Linked DNA regions of Sus scrofa: region 1 is linked to region 2. Evidence: chromatin contacts called from public promoter capture Hi-C data. All regions are on one chromosome and are shown on one strand. Each heading gives the region's core, a stretch centred on a gene start, on an enhancer-like site or on the middle of the called end of the contact. The rest is flanking DNA. Distances are from core to core; before and after follow the strand shown.

What was found. Promoter capture Hi-C pulls out the DNA fragments that hold promoters and counts their contacts.
Region 1: a contact with region 2 is called in a promoter capture Hi-C map of fetal liver, with 2.3 times the contacts expected there. The contact joins the promoter of GRK6 here to the promoter of DBN1 in region 2. A contact is called at or near these places in 1 of 5 promoter capture datasets (fetal liver), 9 of 47 Hi-C or Micro-C datasets (blood, fetal liver, heart right ventricle and 5 more) and 1 of 2 datasets of contacts at active chromatin or transcription factors (skeletal muscle).

The regions. Positions count from the first base shown.
Region 1 is chr2:80,524,265-80,529,739 of Sscrofa11.1, forward strand. It overlaps GRK6 (G protein-coupled receptor kinase 6), which reads right to left and starts at 2,944. Exons shown (of 17, transcript XR_002341730.1): 1 at 2,733-2,944. It also overlaps a transcript of F12 not described here.
Region 2 is chr2:80,476,107-80,481,874 of Sscrofa11.1, forward strand. It overlaps DBN1 (drebrin), which reads left to right and starts at 4,497. Exons shown (of 14, transcript XM_021084369.1): 1 at 4,497-4,839. The coding sequence starts at 4,754.

The DNA of each region.
Region 1 (5,475 bases), core at 1,694-4,193, 47 kb after region 2:
AGGGGCCTGAGTCTTGAAATCTCACAGACCTGGGTTTGAACTTCCACTTTACACTTCAAGCCCATCGCTTGTCCTCTAGGGACCTCAATTTCTCCATGTGTACTTGAGGTCCAAAGCCATCTCCAGAGGTATTGTGAGGGTGACCGAGAGCCTATCCAGTATCCAGCAGAGCTGTGGCTAGAGGTGGGCCCCAGCTCTGAAACTCAAGGGCGACCTCAAGCCACCCCTTTCCCTTGCCTGGCCTCAGTTTCCCCTGTGGTTTCCCCAGCTTTGTTTCCATCTGGCCTGGCCGAAGGCACGTGGTGCAGGAGGAGGAGCCATCTTCTAGGGATAGGGCAAGGTTGTGTCCCCTGATGGGCTTTCTGACCTAAGCTGTCTGGAGGAGGAAGTCTTGCAGGGTACCCATTGGGAAACCTGCTAGCGGCTCTCCTGCAGCCCACACCCAGCATATGCCAGTCATTGCTCCACTGTAAGTGAGCAACAGACCCCCCACCCCCAATCCAGGGCAAGGCCTCCCCAGAAGGGGAACTCCGCCCCCACCCCCGCAGGTCCCTCACCCAACCCTCCATCCGCCTGCTACCCCCACCAGTTACTTCCTCCTCCCTCCTCCCAGCCACATCAAGGCAGCAGCAAAGAGTCACATGCAAATATCCTGTCCTGGAACTGCCACCAGAGTCAAGGGGGCTCCTCCCCACCCAGCCCGGTCCGCTCCCTGTTTCTCTGAGAGCCTGGGAAAGGAAGGGGGACCCCCAGTGCCACCCCACTTCATCCTCACAGCAACTCCGCCAGACCCGGCCCAATCTTATGAGAAAACAGGCCCTCAAATGAATCGATTTGTCCAAAGTCCCAAAGCCTGGAGGAGTCCAATCCAGCTCACTGGGACCACAACCAAAGCTCCTCTCCCACCACAAATGTGCAAGGCATCTCTCAGGTGTTCTCTGAATACATACAATCCCAAAACACTCGGAGCCTCAGATCACTTAGGAAGCTGGCAAAAGCCCGGCCCAAGCTGTTACCCAACTCACGAAGGGGTTCTGATGCACCTGGTCTATGGACCAGGATTCAGGACTCAGTGACAAGCGGGGCTTCCTTTAGTTTTCAGTTCCCATTCCCAACTCTTTCACAAAAAGAGTTACTGAAGTTCAGAGAGAAGAGACTTGTTTACAGCTACCCAGGTGGGAGGGGCAGAGCCAGTTCAGATATTCCAGCCAAGACACGGGTCCCAGTCTGGCCATAACCCACTGTGCATCACCCATGGCCTGTCAGAAAGTGCCCACACTCTCTGGCCAGGCAAAGCACTGCTCTCAGTAGGACTGAACTGACTACAGCCCTGGGGAGGGAGGTCTGGCCAGGCTTTCCCCACCCCTCCTCCCTGGCTGGCTGGATGACGAGGCAGAACAGAATCGGCAGATGCCCCCAGAGGCTGGGAGGAAGGCCTAGCCCCAGGACTCGATAAAGGACAGGAGATAAGGAAGGCTCTGGGCACTGAGGACCCAGCCTGCTGTGCCCATTTCCAGGCAGCACCTCCCCAGGGTCAACCTGCAATGGGCAGGCAGGGGGCACCAGATGCTGTGCCAGTTGGGGGTTCCTCTGGTTTTCCTACAGACTGTGCTGGGGACATCCTATGTCGTAGGCCTGGGTCAACCCGTCTCATTGCATCCTGGGGGCTAGTCCCTGAGCCGAGCCTGGGTTTCCCACTTGTAAAATAGATCAGAAAGGTGAAGCAGATGGCTCTTTCAGCCTGGAAGCCCATCAAAGAGTAGAAAAACTGCCCTGACCTCCCTGCCCTAGAGTTCCGAAAAGAAGTGTCTTCTCTGCTGGTCCCCAGCACCCTGGATAGGACAGGACATAGAGTAGGTGTTCAGTGATTACATTACTGAGGTGGTCAATGGCAGGTGAGGAGCAGACTGACCACAAGGCAATGGGGGCCAGTCTGGTCCTTCTGTGTCCCCAGGATCCTCATAGAGCAGGTGCCTGGTAACATCTGAAAAGCTCAGCAACACTAGGTTCACCCCGCCAGCTCCCTGTGCCAGGCCTTGCACTCAGTCCCACCAGCCCAGCATGCTCCCTTCCTTCAGAGCTCAGCTTCCAGTTATTTCTGTGCCCCTCTGCCCCACTAGTCTGGGCTTCCTGAAGGCAAAAACAGTGACCCATTCCCCTCTGTCCCCAGTGTCCTGAGGCACTGAGCAAGAGGACGTCTTGCTGGTAGTCTATGTGACCAGCTTTCCCCGCCTCGGGTGGGCTATGCTACTGCAGAGTCTTAGTTAATTCATTCTCCAAACCTTTTACCCGTGCACTAACTTTGTGCCGATCCAGGCTGGGCGCCGGAGTTTGGGCCCGGGGCACGTGGGGAAGGCTGCCCCTTCCTGGGGCATCTTCTTACCTCTCTCACCTGGGAGAGGCTTCCAGGACTGAGGTCCCACCCTTCCCTCTTCCTTCCTCTCTCCTTCCCTCACCCCCTCATACACACACGCACGCACACACACACACACACACACACACACACAAACGCGCGCACGCGCGCGCGCCGTGAGGGCGGCGGCCTGACCCCCGCCCTTTCCTGGGCTCCGGCTCCCTGGGGGCAGGTGCGGAGAAGGACCATGGGCCGGAAGGGCCCCTGTCTGAGCGAAATGCTGGGCGCGGAGAGAGCTGCCCTAGGGGATCGGGCGACTAGGGCGCCCAGCGGAACTCGGAGGCCGCGCGACCGCGTTCTCCGCACCCGATCGCCTCACCTTCCCGGGCCTTGAGTAGCACCGTGTTCGCTACAATGTTCTCGAGCTCCATGGGCTGCGGCGCCGCCGGGCCCGCCGGGCCGCGCCGCCGGCCGGGATCGCGCGAGGGAGCCGGGGCCGGATGACGATCGGCGCGGCGCGGCTCGGCTCGGCTCGCAGTGACCGCGCCGCGGCCTCCCGGGCCTCCCCGGCCGCCGCCGCCCGCCGCTCACTCTCCGCCCCCTCCCGGGGGCCACCCCGGCGCCGGCCAGGCCCGCCCCGGCCCGCCCACTGTTTACTTTACTTGGCCAATAACCGGGCGGGTGCTCCCCGCGCCGTCTTCCCATTAGACAACTTCTTCATCATCCCCCGCCCCCAGAGACAGGGATTCGTTCAAAGGAACAGGGGGGCGGGACTTAATACGTCACATCTTCCTAGTTGGTCTACGATGGGGTTCAGCCTCTATGTTCGAATTTCTGGGCCTTCGTAGGATACCGAACTGCCAATTAGGGACGAGCCCTCTGCTGGGACAACGGAGGTGGGTCCTCTGGGTCACGCCCTGGAATTCTTGTACTTGATTGGATGAAGGAAGCGTCGGTCAGCCTTAGCACTGCACTCTGATTGGGCTATTAGCTGTGGGTGTGGCCCGGGTCCCTTTGACTCGCCTTGGCTTTTCCAGGGTTTTTAGGGGATGCATTTAGTGTTCTGGGCCTCCTCCCGGCCGGCCTCCTGCAGGTTCGGGCCGTGTATCCGGCCGTATACTTTTGGGTCGGCCCATCTTGAAGGGCGCACATCGGAAGCGGGGAGAGGCCCAGAGAAGGCTGGGGGCCTCCCTAGCTGCTCCTCGGCCTCCGTCCGGGCCACCGCGGGCGCCCCCGCCCTACCCCCACAGCCGGATGTTGTGATTTCTCTCCACCCACAGGGCCTCGCCCTCCCTCGGCCTCTGCTGCCTTATAAGGCAGCTCTACCACCCCAAGACGTAGGGACGAGCTCACACCCATTGTACAGGTGGGGAGCTGAGGTCTAGTGGCTGGCTCTAGGCAGAAAAGTTGGGAGAAAATAAGGCCGAAATTTTACAGCTGATCAACACCTTCTAACTCAACATCCTACTCCCTCCACCCTCACTTCACACACCAGGAAATGGAGGCTTGCCCAAACTTGCTAGTAAGGCAGAGCCAGCTTCAACTAGGCTTCTCAGATCCCTATCCATTCATCATCCAAAAATACAGAGAACAGCACCTTGTGCCAGGCCCTGAGCCAGGTGCTGGGGAATACAGTAGTGCCAGTAAGATAGCCAGTCTCTCTGCCTACCTTCTAGGAGAGGGATAAAGATGATAATCCTATAAATAAACAAATAAGTGGGATGGTCTGAGGGAGTGGTAAGTGCTAATAAGACATCAAGACAAAATAGTGAGGAGAAATGATCTCAGGTTGACATTTGAATTGATTCAACCACGCAAAAATCTAGGGGAACAGTTTTAAGCACAGGCAACAGCAAGTGCAAAACCCTGAGCCTAGAGTAAGTTTGGTATGTTCAAGGAACAGGAAGAAGGCCTGTATAGTTTCAAGGCCCAATAGTCTGAGATGAGATGAAGGAGCAAGGATTCTAGGTAGATCCTGGAAGGCTTTGTAGATCAATGATGAGGAGTTTGTTGTTTTCCCTAAATAAAATGGGGAGCCTTAGGATGATTTATACTTTAAAAAGATCACTCTAGCTAATGGACTTTTAGAGGGGCCAGGAGTGGAAGCACAGGGAGCAGTTGGGAGAAGACAGAGTGCGGCGGCTTGGAAGAAGGTGGCAGTGGAGATGGAGAAAGTGCATGGATTTAGGATACTTTGGGAAATAAAGATAAGTACCTTGAAAAAGGGAAATCCAGTGGCCAGCAGGACAAAGGGCAGGTACTTCACCCAGTGAAGCCTGCTGTGTCCAAGTGAGATCTAAGTGTTGAGTGAGAATGTATAGGTTTCAGAGGTAACATGAGTGGAGCAGGAAAGAGCCACTGGATGCAAGTTCATATTCAAAATTCTGTAGAGGAAGTTAGTAAGGGCTCAAGCATTTGGTCAGAGCACTGAAGTAGAGTTTCAGGTGCAAGGTGGAATGCACTTGAGGGACAAGAAATGAGGCTCAGGCCTTGAAGAGGCCTGGATGAGGAAGGTCCTTGGAAGCTAGGTAAGGAGGAGGTTGGACTTCATTTTGAGGGTAGTGAGGAGCTGTCCAGGGTGTGTTAAACTAGGGACTAACTTCATCAGATTTGCTTATTCTGTGCCACACTGTGGAGGATGTGCTGGAGTGAGGGTGAAGGGTTGGGAGAGAGGGGCTTGGGCTGACTTATAAACACCTATTGCTTTGGTGCCCAGCTTCTAAGCACCCCTCCCCTTTGGGAGGAAACCTATAAAATGCAGAGGCATGCCCTGGTTTCCACTAGGGAAATCAGAGAGGAGGCAGAACTTATTCTCCAAGGTCCCTGGTAGCTGGAACATGTTTTCAATGCCTGCAAGCAGGTCTTTGAAATCCAAAGCAAGTGATTAACATAGAAGCATCAGAGGCCCATTTAGGGTTCATTAAGGTGGCAGTGGAAGAAGAAGGGGAGGTGGTCAAGCCAGGTCCTTTCTGGGGCCAGGGGATTCAGCAAGCGCCTAAGAACATCAAATCAATTCTTTGTCTGCCCAAGTTACCCAGAATTTTCTCCATTGTTTGGAGCCATGTGTCCTGAGTAAGAGAGGTGGGAGGTCCTTTGAAGAGGAAATATTAAAGAGAGGAATG
Region 2 (5,768 bases), core at 3,247-5,746:
AAAAGTGCTTAAGAGAGATGTCATTAAGAGATGGCATTCAGATGAGATATATGAGGGTCAGAGAGGGAAAGTGACCTGTCCAGAGCCACCTAGCTGGAATGGCCCGAGTCTGCTGCTCCAAGGATTAAAGGCCAAGGCACTCGCCACTGCACCCCAGCAATGAGCCGGCAATGAACAAGGATCACCGTGTTCCTAAGCTTGGGCATGAGGCTACGTGAGTGGAGGGTGAGGGTACTGGGAAATGTCTCTGTACCAGGCAGGAGAGGCCATTAGCGCTCTTGGAGCATGCAGTCTCCCCAGCCGAGGGGGCAGAGCCCATGCCAGGGGGCTGAGTGGGCAACCGGAGGTACAGCAGGCTGGGAGGGGCTTTTTCCAGCTCAGAGCGGCTTGAGCTCCTTTGAAGTCAGCAGGGAGACAGGCGGTGGAGTACAGGGTACACACAGGCAGGAACTGGATTCCGCTGCTGCCTTCTCAGTGCTGGGCCCCACATGGCCTTGGAACACTTGTGAGGTACACAGGGTCCTGCTCCCAGAGGGGAGCTGAGCTTGGGGGCTAAAGGGCCTGGCCCCGTTGCGCACAGGGAGCAGCAGCTGTGGCTGGCAGTCCAACCTGAGTTGGCCTGAGTCCCAAGCCAAACCTGAGAGTAGAAGAAAGGCTACTCCTCAGCTGGGGCCTAAAGGTTTGGGGGCAGCCCTAGGGGTCCAGAGGCTGCAGTGGGGCAAGAAGCAGCTTGCTGGGAGCCTGTGGAGAACTCAGGAGGCCGGGCCAGCACTGGGAGACTGTGCAGTGTGGAAATGCCCAGGAGGGTCCCAGGACCAGCCTGGGTTCTCCCGCTTAGGGGCCAGGGGCACTAGAAGGTCAACTCAGCTTTCACCCATGTCTCTTGCCAATGACAAAAATGACCACTGCTTAGGGACTAGGTCTACTGGGAAGGACTCTTTCAGGTGTAATTCAAACTCATTTAGCAAAAACAGGTAATTTGTCTCATTTAACTGAAAAGGTTAATGGCTTCAGACATGGCCAGATCCAGTACCCATGGGTGTGACAGTTGTATCCGGAGTCTCTGAGCAGCACGTGTTCTCTCTCTTTCTCTCCCTCCCCACCCCCCCCCCAGCTGCCCCCCAAGCAATCCCTTTCTCTCTCCATCTCTCAGTTCTGCTTTTCTTTTTTTTTTTTTGTCTTTTCGTTGTTGTTGTTGTTGCTATTTCTTGGGCCGCGCCCGCGGCATATGGAGGTTCCCAGGCTAGGGGTCGAATCGGAGCTGTAGCCACCGGCCTACGCTAGAGCCACAGCAACGCAGGATCCGAGCCACGTCTGCAACCTACACCACAGCTCACGGCAACGCCGGATCGTTAACCCACTGAGCAAGGGCAGGGACCGAACCCGCAACCTCATGGTTCCTAGTCGGATTCGTTAACCACTGCGCCACGACGGGAACTCCAGTTCTGCTTTTCTTAGTGCTGGCTTTATTCTCAGGTAACTCTCTCTATTATCAGGAAAAATGCCCCTCAGCCAGCTTCAAACCCACATCCTGCCAGCTCAGCTGCCCCACTGGAGACTTTTTTTTTCCCTGTCTTTTTAGGGCTGCATCTGCCACATATGGAGGTTCTCAGGCTAGGGGTCGAATCAAAGCTGTAGCTGCTGGCCTACACTACAGTTCATGGCAATGCCAGATCCTTAACCCACTGAGTGAGGCCGGGGACCGAACCCTCATCCTCATAGATACTAGTCAGGTTCGTTAACCACTGAGCCACAAGGGGAACTCCTAGATATTGTTTTAAATCCTCAAACAGACCCGTGAGCTAGGTACCATCATTATCATCCCCATTTTATAGAGATGAAACAAGAAAGGCCAAGCAGACTAAGGTCACATGGGTAGCAAGATGAGAGCAGGGCTAATGTGGTCAAAGTGGCTCCTTCCTGCCCCAGTTCCCTGGTGCCAGGGGCAAGACCTGGGAAGTGCTATGAACACTGTAAAGATGAGGGGGTACCTTTTGAAAGTGTGCTTGCTAGGAACTTGCAGAGGCAGGGTGAGGGCAGAGAAGACTCCAGCAGCTGGTGCTGAAAGAGTCCTGAAACCTATGTGTCATCCTTGAAGCCTTCCCTGAGAGGAACACAGAGCAGGAAGGTGGGCGTGGGAGGGAGGAGGTTGGGGCTTCTAGAAGGAAGAGGAAGGGGTTCTCTCACTCCCAAGCCTTCATCCACACTTGCATTTCACCCTCACAATATTATCAAAGAGGAAACTCGGAGAGGGAAAGCATTTTACCCAAGGTCACACAGCAAGTGACCAGCTTCTGGATCTGAATCCTCCCTCTCTCTTGGCTCTTCCAATCTGAGGACCCAGAAGCCATTGGACCAACCTCCCTCTTTGGGGTGGGAGGGGGGGCTCAAGATCTAGGGTTGGGAGAGACTTGAAGGGTGATCAGTGCTGGGTAGACATGAAAGCCTGGGAGGGCCTCCAAGGACACACCCAGCACCCACCACCAAGGCTGAGCATGTGGGTTTCAGGGGCAACAGGCGGTTGATGGGAGGCAGGGTTGCAGAGGAGAAAGTGATCGGTGGTTGCCCTGCTCCCAACGGTTGACGAAACCCAGGACCACAACAGGGGCAATGAATTTGGCACTGTAGAGGTCACTGGTGCCTTTGGCTAGAGCAGTGCCAGGGCCAGTGCAAGAAGGTCAAGACAGATTATAGATAGACAAATTATGGGATAATGAGGATGTGGAGGGGTGACGGGCAAGAAGACCAGAAGGAGTGGGCTTTTGGGGGAATGCCAGCAGGGAACCTTCTTGCTGCCCTGAAAATAGAGAAAACTGGGCATGGGGCATATGGGGACTCTCTGCACTATCTTTGTAATTTTTCTGTGAATTTCAAACTGTTCTAAAATTAAAAGTTTATTTAAAAATATAGATGGCAAAGAGGTAAGAGTGGGTGTGGCTGGAGTCTGTAGGTGGCTAGGGGAGGCAGGAATTTGAGGAAAGGAGAGCGTGCAGGTAGGGCTTCTGCTGTTTGGATGTGAAATTGAGTGAGCTGGGGAGGGGGCTTTGGGTGGAGAGGTGTTCTGAGCTGGGATAAGTCAAAGGAAGCAGGAAAGGACTGAGGCCTGAAATCCTTCTCCCAGGTACCCTTCAGCCCCACTGTGGGGTCTCCTCTCTCCCCAGAATCTTAGTGACTCTGCCTGTGACCTGCTCCAAGTGGGAGCCACGAAGAAACTGCCAGGGCCAGGGGTCCATGGGCATAATGGGTGCATAGAGTTCTCCAGAGGGGCCTGTGATGTATCTTAAGAGCTTTTTCCTACACCCAAACACTGTGACCCACTGCTGGAAACCAATGCACAATGCCCTCCTTCTCTTGGTACAGCTGGTTACCCAACTAAGAACTCAGAGACCCAGCCCAACCACCTTCCAGATTGGACCAGGAGTTTTCTCAGGTTCTGTCACCTCCTTTGAGAAGATGGGGTGGAAGACCTTGTAGCTGATGGTAAAGGCTTCTGAGAGCTGCAGAGGGTTTCGGGGTCTCAGCTCAGATGGGAGCGGAGATGCTCCAGGAGGCTCTGGCAGTCCCACTTCCCTGCAGAGGACTCTTCTGAGGCCCCAGTGTTGCCTGTGCTCAGAGCTTTGGGAAATAAAGGTGTCAGGAGGCTGGCCCTGGAGTGTCCTTGGAGGAGCCCTGCCCTGGGAATCTGGGGTTAGATGCTACTTCTGGAACTCGAACCAACTTGGGATTCCTCTGGGAGGGCTGAGGCTTGGGAGGGAAGGCAAAGGATTTCCTGGGCTGGCCCCATCTGAGAGGGCTCAGGGGGTGGCTGGTAAGAGAGGGGTGCACAGCATAGGGTGGGGCAAGGAAAGGGTAGAGGTTGGGAGTGCTGAGGTAAGAAACTGGGTTGCAGCTGGGGAATGGTTTAGGAGGTAAGGATGGAGAGATGTGGTTAGGGACAGGATCAGAATGGGAACAGCATAGGCTAGACGGAGGAGGGTGCGGCTAGGGATGGGGTCTGATGAATGGGTAAGGGGTGTGTGTCTAGCACTGGGTTGGGAGTGGGGCTGAAGCTGGGAGGGGAAAGAAATGGTCTGGATTTGGGGTGGAGATGAACAGGGCAGCGGACAGTGATGAGGATTGATTAGGAACGGGCCTTTCAGAGGTGGGGATGGGCTGCAGATGAAATGGGTTAGGGCTGGGAGGTTGGGATGGACCAGGAGTGGGGACGAGGCTGGAGTAGAGATCAATTAAGGACGGAATGGGGCTGGGCCGGATTGGAATGGAGTGGATTTGGGACCGAAGCTGGGCCTGCATAAGGGGTTGGTGAGGTGGGGACGGGCTGCGTTTGCGTCTGGGGGAAAGGGGTGAGGGCGTCAGGCGGGCTGGAAACACCCTAGGTGAGAGTTTGGGACGTGGGAAGGACAGCCCCCGGGCGCAGAGGGGTAGAGCCGCCCGGGCGAGGCGCGCAGGGGCTGCGGGCGAGGGGCGTGGGGGCGCCCGAGGCAGGCCGGGAAGGGGGGGCGGGCCTCCCCCTGGGCTGGGCCGGGGCGGCGCTAGGACCGAGCGCGCGGAGGGAGCGAGCCGGGCGGAGCCAGCGCCCCCCGCCCCCCGCCGGCCGGCTCCCCTCCCCCGGCCGCTGGCTCGCTCAGCTCGCAACGCTGCAGAGGCTCTGAGGCGGCAGCGGCGGCGCGGCGACTCCCTCTTTCCCTCCCTCCTTCTCCGTCCGTCCGTCCGTCCGTGCGTCTGTCCGTTCGGCTTCGGTCCGGCCCGCAGCATGGCCGGCGTCAGCTTCAGCGGCCACCGCCTGGAGCTGCTGGCGGCTTACGAGGAGGTGATTCGGGAGGAGAGCTCGGCCGACTGGTGAGCCCCCCGCCCCCGCCCCCCAGCCCCTTTGTCCCCGCGCTGCCGCCGCCGCCGCGCCTTTGTTTCCACCCGGCCCCGCCGCCCAGCAGCCGGGAGGGAGGGGGAGACCCCGAAATGGTGCAGCGGCCCGGGAGGGCTGGGGAGGGGCTGCCTTTGTGCGCGCCGGGGGAGGGGCCGGGCGGGCCAGGCGGGGCACCGGCGGCCCCGAGCGCCCGGAGGCGGCCCCAGTCGCGCGTTGGGAGCGGTGGCCGGACGCGAGCTGGGGAGACGCAGGGTCCAGATGTGTGGCCCGGGGCCTCCTGGCCCTTCGGGAGGCCATCCCCCGCCCCCTTCCCTCCGCCCCGGACCCGGGGGACAGGTGTGCACCGGGCGGCCAAGGGCACCTTCGCCACCTTCGAGCGGGCAAGGACCGGGCAGGGACGGGGCGGGGACCAGCTATGAGAGCGAGTGCAGTCTGCCCGGCCCAGCCCGGCCCGGCCAGAGCACAAAGGAAAGCCAGGGCGGGGGGAGGAGCAGAGCGGGCTGGGGGCCGGGGCGCCCCGCCCACCGGGGGGCCTCTCAGAGTTGGGGTGTGATGGAAAGACGTTCATTGCCACATAGCCACCGCCAAGTGACTCCTGTTCCCTCAGGGGTCGAGGAGGCAGGGATCCACAGCCCGATGGGGATTGCAGGGACCAGGCGGCTGGGTTGGGACATGCCAAAGGGACTGAACTGCCTGCCTAGGGAACCAGGTGGGGTTCCCGCGAGGAAGACCCCAGGGGCACTAATGTGGAGGGAGTTCCTGGAGAAGGATGAGGGGGTGAGTAGATCCACTGAGCCATAACCCAGTGGCCCAGTGGCAAGGGGCTCTCAGCTTCCTGCTGGGGGAGGAGCTGGCCTGCCTTCTCCCCCTCGTGCCAGCTGTTGTCTCCCACTGGGCTATGGGA